Regions from separate parts of the Mus musculus genome. Here region 2 is linked to region 1. A link is a contact called in public promoter capture Hi-C data. All regions are on one chromosome and are shown on one strand. The core of a region is the stretch at or near the end of the contact, and the rest is flanking DNA. Distances in the headings are between cores, read along the strand shown.

The links. Promoter capture Hi-C pulls out the DNA fragments that hold promoters and counts their contacts.
Region 2: a contact with region 1 is called in a promoter capture Hi-C map of liver, with 2.1 times the contacts expected there. The contact joins two enhancer-like sites. A contact is called at or near these places in 1 of 39 promoter capture datasets (liver) and 1 of 115 datasets of contacts at active chromatin or transcription factors (pancreatic cancer cells).

What each region holds. Positions count from the first base shown.
Region 1 is chr17:86,770,480-86,773,821 of GRCm38.p6, reverse strand. The region is part of intron 1 of Epas1 (endothelial PAS domain protein 1); the gene reads right to left. Among named protein-coding and RNA genes, the nearest start is that of Epas1, 18 kb to the right of the region's middle. Within about 2 kb of position 1,606, at least 12 of the 459 cell types and tissues checked have an H3K27ac peak or open chromatin away from gene starts, as enhancers often do. A contact at or near this core is called in liver, where this site is marked.
Region 2 is chr17:87,297,228-87,300,569 of GRCm38.p6, reverse strand. All of the region lies in intron 3 of Ttc7 (tetratricopeptide repeat domain 7), which reads right to left. Among named protein-coding and RNA genes, the nearest start is that of Gm52284, 8.1 kb to the left of the region's middle. Within about 2 kb of position 1,504, at least 95 of the 459 cell types and tissues checked have an H3K27ac peak or open chromatin away from gene starts, as enhancers often do. A contact at or near this core is called in liver, where this site is marked.

The DNA of each region.
Region 1 (3,342 bases), core at 357-2,856:
TTGGAGTATGAGTTAAGGAGAAAAAGTATGAAAATGTAAAAAGCAAGCCAACCAAACAAACCTCTCTAGTAATGCTATCTGTCTTAAACTTCTCAAGTACCCTGGGTTGCCTGAGATCTGAACAAAGACTCCAGCTGTGATGATCTGTTCTGGCCTAGAACAACTGGAGATGCCACGTCCCTTACAAATCTAAGCCACAAACCACTTCTCTCCTAGGCGGCCTAGACTAATGCCCGGATAAAGTCTTGTTTTGTTTCAGCTGCATTGGTGGGTTTGTTGGTACTGTCTCCATTGTAGGTTAGCCCAGGGGAAAACCAACTCCAATGCGCACGCAGAGAAGGCTGTGAGCAGCAGGCTTCCGAGGCCACCTCTGAACTTGACTGTGACAGATTAATACACCGTGTACCCTTGGGATGGCAGAAGGTACCCTTGGGATGCTCCAGCCACTGCACTTCTGCCATTGCTGATAAGACAGAGACAGCAGGTGCCTTAGAGGCCCTAGCCACGTTCAAGTTCAAGCTCCATCATCCTTAGCCATTAAGGTGCAAGTCATTTGGCCTCTTTATGTCTTGTTCCCAATTTTCTCCGCATTAGTGTAAAGCACCAAGTTCTCAGCATGTGGACTGAGAACCGGTAATGTCCGCGTCTCCTGGGAACTTGCCAGAAAGGCAAAAAACCCCAGGTTTTGCTTTGGCAACACAGTGAGGAGATCCATCCCCCAGAGGTGTTTGTCGAGCGCTATATAAGGAACGCAGAGCTTCAGTGTGGGTTGCAGAGAGGCTCCTTGAGTGGGCCAGCAGTGTGGTGTGATTATGTATTCTCACACAATGAAAGATGGCCGAAACCAGGAGGAGATGCCGTTAATTGATAGAGTGTCATCTAGCAGGCAGAAGCTCTGTGTTCAATCCCCGATACCACATTAGCTAGGCAAGGTGGTTCACGCCTATGACCCCAGCACCCTGGAGCTGGCAGTAGAAGGATCAGAGGTCCAGGGTCATCCTCAGAGATATATATATGTAGGGCATCTGAGGCCAGCCTGGGTTACGAGACCCTATGTCAACAAACAAACCAGAGACAAAAATAAACAACCCCTCTGAGAACCCAAATAACCACAATACAACCAACCAAACGGCTAAATATGCCAGACCTGTCGGCCACCATAACCCCTGCCCCATTACCACTAAGGAAAAAGAAAACACAATGTAGACTTCTTACAGTGGCCCTAAGCTAAGCCCCTGCACAAAGCAACTGTATTGAATAAGGACCCTGAAGCCTCTTCACTCGTAAGCCGGAGCCCAGGGCCGATGCCTACTCTCAAGGCAGGCTCCCTACTGTACTTTGGTTTGCCACACTTCAGGCACATGAAAAGAGACACTGAGCTGAAAATGGAGACTTGGCTGGGACTCTCCGACTTCACCCAGTGGCTTCAAAATCTCCATCCTCCCTTCCATTAACGAGGGTTCGCTTCAATCTTTCCATTAGCCCACAAACTACTATTAAAAAAGCCATTTATCAAATTAACACGGAGCGCTGCTAAAGTCATCTGCGGGCTCCATGCACTCTGCCACGTAGGAGTTACCATGCCAACAGCTGCTGTGCGTCCACTGTACAGACCTATCAATTGTAACAAAGTCCTGTTTCATAACTCTGACTGCCAATTCAGGTTTCTCGCCCTATCTATCCTGCTTCCCAAACGCACATGTGTGGCCAGAAACCCAGCAAAATCAGGTACTGACCCAGTAAGGAGAGCAATCGCAAAAGCCCCTGGCTAAATCAGTATGTTCTGAAGAATTCTGAAAAGCAGACAAAGGTCGCTGATTCCTCTCTGTAACTCTTAGTTCCATCAGTCCTCAGGAATACAGCATCAAGGAATTTGATGTAATAACAGTCTGGCCAGTAAATCTAGACTAGGGAGTGCAGGCTGAATAAACTGAAGGGGAGACTGCAATTATGCAGATTATTCTAATAGATCGTTTGCAGGCAGCTATCATCAAAATAAGGTAAATCCTTGCAGTCCCCTGGTGCCAAGTTCTGTAGCAAGTTTTTGTTTTAAAAAAGACTCTTGAGCTTTAAAAATAAAGGTATTCAAGCCGAGAGGTATTCTCTTGCTTTTTGACTTAAGTAAAAAGTTTAAGCCAGAGAGTTTAGGAAACAAACAACTTTTCTTTACTAAAAAGTAAAACCTTATAAGCAATTCCCAACGGGAAGTATTAAGTCCAGTCTCAAACAGAGAACTTTGGGATGGAGATATATAATATATACACATATATTATATAAGTATATTGTATGTTACATATATTTATTTAACCAAGTTTCTGATATTTACACACACACACACACACACACACACACACACACACACACACACACTCATTGAGCAGAGGACGTTGCTCATTGGTAGAGCACTTTTCTAGCAATCTGTGAGGCCCTGGGTGCTATCTATCCCCAGTACCAATATGGAGGATGGTTAACCCAGTTTAAAGGAGAAGCAAAGAAAACAGACAGATGCAGGAGACACTCAGATCCAACACAGAAGCATGCTGTGTGTGTTGTCTACTGCAGACTCTCAGGTTGTCAACTTTTAGCAGGTGGCCTGCAAACTCTCATGGCCACCCTGTAGAAAGTACAGTTTCCAGAGGTAAGTCAGAAACCCCGGATCTATGCATGGTTTTGTTTTGTTTTCAATAATCAAACTGGAAGCAGGTCACCATGGACGCTTCCAAGTTCTCATGTCATGCTAACAAGGACAAGGACGGGGAAAGGTCACTTCCTTAAAGATACGGATAGTGCTACAAATTTTCAGAAGGGTGACAGCCAAGTAAAATTTAAATAGAGCCTCCCTGAAATCTTGAGCACTGGAAAGCCAAAGTTAAACTTGCTCTGCCAGCCAGTGGGCTCCTGGCTTAACTCACACACGGCCCTGTGGATAGATGGAGTTTTTTTTCCCCAAAGTGAGACCAGGCCCAGCCCTCAGAGCTGTCATCGAAGCAGCCTTCTCCTGTGTAATCATGGGAATTACTCTAAGCCTACAGAAAGGCTCACACAGGCACCAGCCTTTGATTTTGCAGTTATTTCTGGGACTCCAGAGCATACTGGTCAGAACTTCAGGGGAGACATTGCTTTTCAGGTTTGGAAATAATTGTTGGGCCAGTTACCACTTGCTTTTTGAGCCTGGACGGGTAGTGAATGGGAGTCTCATGAAGATGCATCAGTAAGCAGAACTTAATACAGCTAATATTGCTGGTATCCCATAGCCATGGGGATCAGCCTTTCTGACGTAGGAGAAACTATATTCACTGTTAATGGAACTTATCTTTCAATAATACATTTTTTTGTTTTTTA
Region 2 (3,342 bases), core at 255-2,754, 530 kb before region 1:
AGCACGCTTCTCTTCCAGCCTCGCGGGTGAGGAGCGCTAACTCGGGGAAGAGCAGATTCATTTCAAGACCTGTGAGGTAAAAACCCCAGAATGGAGAGCAGATGGCAGTCCTTTGCTCTCAGCACCCACCAAGGCTCTCCAAACCCCAGGCTCTTCTCTCACCTACCACTGGAGTGTCTGATGGCTGAGCTATCAGCCTGCTGGAGGGAGGTCCACGTATGCACACTGACTTCTCAAATGCACTCCCCAAGCCCTACCTGTAGCCCACACCCCAACTCCTTCTGAGGAGAGTGTTATGGGTTAAATGTGAAATGCCCCATGCAGGCTCCTGTGTTCAAATATCCACTAGTTGGTGGTGCCATCTCAGGAAGTTGGCAAACTGTCACAAAAGAAGGTATAGCTGCCTGGCCTCAATTCTTGTCCAGTTCTCTACTCCTTGATCAGCCAGTGTGAGCCAGCAGGCTTCTGTCACCAGGTGTGGTGTTTTGAATGTGCTTGACCCGGGCAGTGCTACTATTTGGAGCCTTGTGGGAAGAAGTATGTCACTGTGGGTATGGGCTTTAAGGCCTTCGTCCTAGCTGCCTGGAAGCCAGTCTTCTGATTGCCTTCAGAACAAGATGTTGAACTCTCAGTTCCTCCTGTGCCATGCCTGCCACCTTGATGCTAATGGACTGAACCTCTGCACCTGTAAGCCAGCCCCAGTTAAATGCCCTTTACAAGAGTTGCCACGGTCATGGTGTCTCTTCACAGGAGTAAAACCCTAACTAAGACACCAGGGACCAAGCTACTCTGCCATACTATCTATTCCTACTGTGACAGATTGCACCCTCTCATACCAGGGCCAAAGGAAACCTCTCCTCCCTTAAGTGGCTCCTGTCAGGTATTTGGTTACAGTATTGAGAAAACTAACAAAAAAGGGGGCTGCCACATGTCTCTGCCTCCCCAGCCCGAGACCTCCCGCCGATGGGGCCACCCTGCCTTCACTGGCGCAGTCAGAAGAAGAAGCAGCATCTTTAGCCTGGTTGGTGTCTCTCAGCCCAGTTGGCATTTAGCACATGCTAGGTAAGCGGGCAGTGAGCACACCCAGCCTTCTCCTCAGCCCCCCCCCCCTAGCTGGAAGCCAGCCCCTTACTCTGGGGCCCACAGCCTGGGGCAAAGGCAGTGGTATCCCTTCTCCACAAGCCAGACAACCTACACCATGGGAAAGAAGCCAACGCCAACACCTAATTCCTGTCACACCAGGGCAAAACACAGCAAAAATAAAACCAGATATGCTACCATGTCCTGGAGCAGCTTAAGAAGCCATAGACTCCCCAGTGAGAACAGGGTATCTTAGGATTGCACTAGCAGGAAGTGACTAGAAACAACCACCATCGGCACACCTAAGTCCTTGAGGAGGAAGTGGGCTGGCTCGGGCCCCAGAGCTCTCATAGCTGCTTAATCTGTATCCCTCCTCCCCCAGAGTTCACTACATGTGGACGAAGGTCACATTTCTTCAGAGCTAATGAGCTGGCCTGCCTAAATCTGGGCAGGAGAAATGGAACCAGTTTGGCTGAAGCACAGGGCAGTGTTGGCCCTGAGGGACCCGTCTATCCTTATCCCGAATCCCACCATAGGCGGAGCAACAGTGATTCCCAAATCAGGAAGCAACAGCTAAGATCTGGAAGGCTCAAGGGGTCTCCAGCATTAGCACACTGAGGTACCAGGAAAATGGATGGGGCAGGCTTGAAGAGAGTGCCAAACAGCACTCTGAGCCTTCGGGTGCCTAACCACTGCAGGCCCAGGATGCTTAGAACAGGCCTTGAAGTATCTTAGAGCTAGTTAAAACCTCAGGGCTTAGACATTCAGAAAAGAGGGCAGCTGTTCCCTGGGCCCATGGAGGTCTCAGACTTAGACCTTTGAAACGGGGAGCAGACCATGGAACACTCTATGGTGGGGCAACCCTCGTTCAAACCTCTAGGACACCAACCAAGATACCTGAGCCTCTCTGCCAGCTCTCTGTTCCCAAGGCCCTCTCAGTGGGACAGCTTGCCCCTCCCCCACATGGCCATCACCCACTTCCCTGGGCTCTCACCTTGCTTGTAGCTACCAATGGTCCATTCCAGGTTCAGATCACCTTCCTAGCTCACTGGGAAAGGCTCTACAGTCAGGCAGCCCCTCTCCCATGGTGGCTCCCACCGGTACCTCTTGAACAAAGGGGATGAGCCCAAAGCTAGAGTCAGAGAAGGCTGGTCTCATATGGTGACTATGCTGTTCCGAATGTGACCTGAGAGAGCCATGGCAGCCTGGCCTCAGAGCTTTACCCTCTATTCCTTTGACCTACTGTGGTACCAGCACCCTGATCTCCCTCTGAGGAGACCAGAAGATCAAACAAGGGAATCTCGGCCCTGCCCAAGCCAACAGTCTAGCTGTGGTTCATCATAATGGGCATCACCAGGTCAGAGGGATGAAGACTTTCCATAGACGCTTTCTCCCGCTGAGGTAGTAAGGGAAACCTGAAGATGTCCCTACATCCAGTTATGCTCAGTTCCATTCAACATTCACACTAGACCATAGGACACCTGAAGTGTTTCACTCACACTAGACCACAGGACACCTGAGGTGTTTCACTCACACTAGACCATAGGATGTCTGGGGTGTTCTGCTCACACTAGACCATAGGACACCTGAGGTGTTTCACTCACACTAGACCACAGGACACCTGAGGTGTTTCACTCACACTAGACCACAGGACACCTGAGGTGTTTCACTCACACTAGACCATAGGACACCTGAGGTGTTTCACTCACACTAGACCATAGGATGTCTGGGGTGTTCTGCTCACACTAGACCATAGGACACCTGAAGTGTTTCACTCACACTAGACCATAGGACACCTAGGTGTTTCACTCACACTAGACCACAGGACACCTGAGGTGTTTCACTCACACTAGACCACAGGACACCTGAGGTGTTTCACTCACACTAGACCATAGGACACCTGAGGTGTTTCACTCACACTAGACCATAGGATGTCTGGGGTGTTCTGCTCACACTAGACCATAGGACACCTGAAGTGTTTCACTCACACTAGACCATAGGACACCTAGGTGTTTCACTCACACTAGACCACAGGACACCTGAGGTGTTTCACTCACACTAGACCACAGGACACCTGAGGTGTTTCACTCATACTAGACCATAGGACACCTGAGGTGTTTCACTCACACTAGACCACAGGACACCTGAAGTGTTTCACTCACACTAGACCATAGGACACCTAGGTGTTTCACTCACACTAGACCACAGGACACCTGAAGTGTTTCACTCACACTAGACCATATGACACCTGAGGTGTGCCGC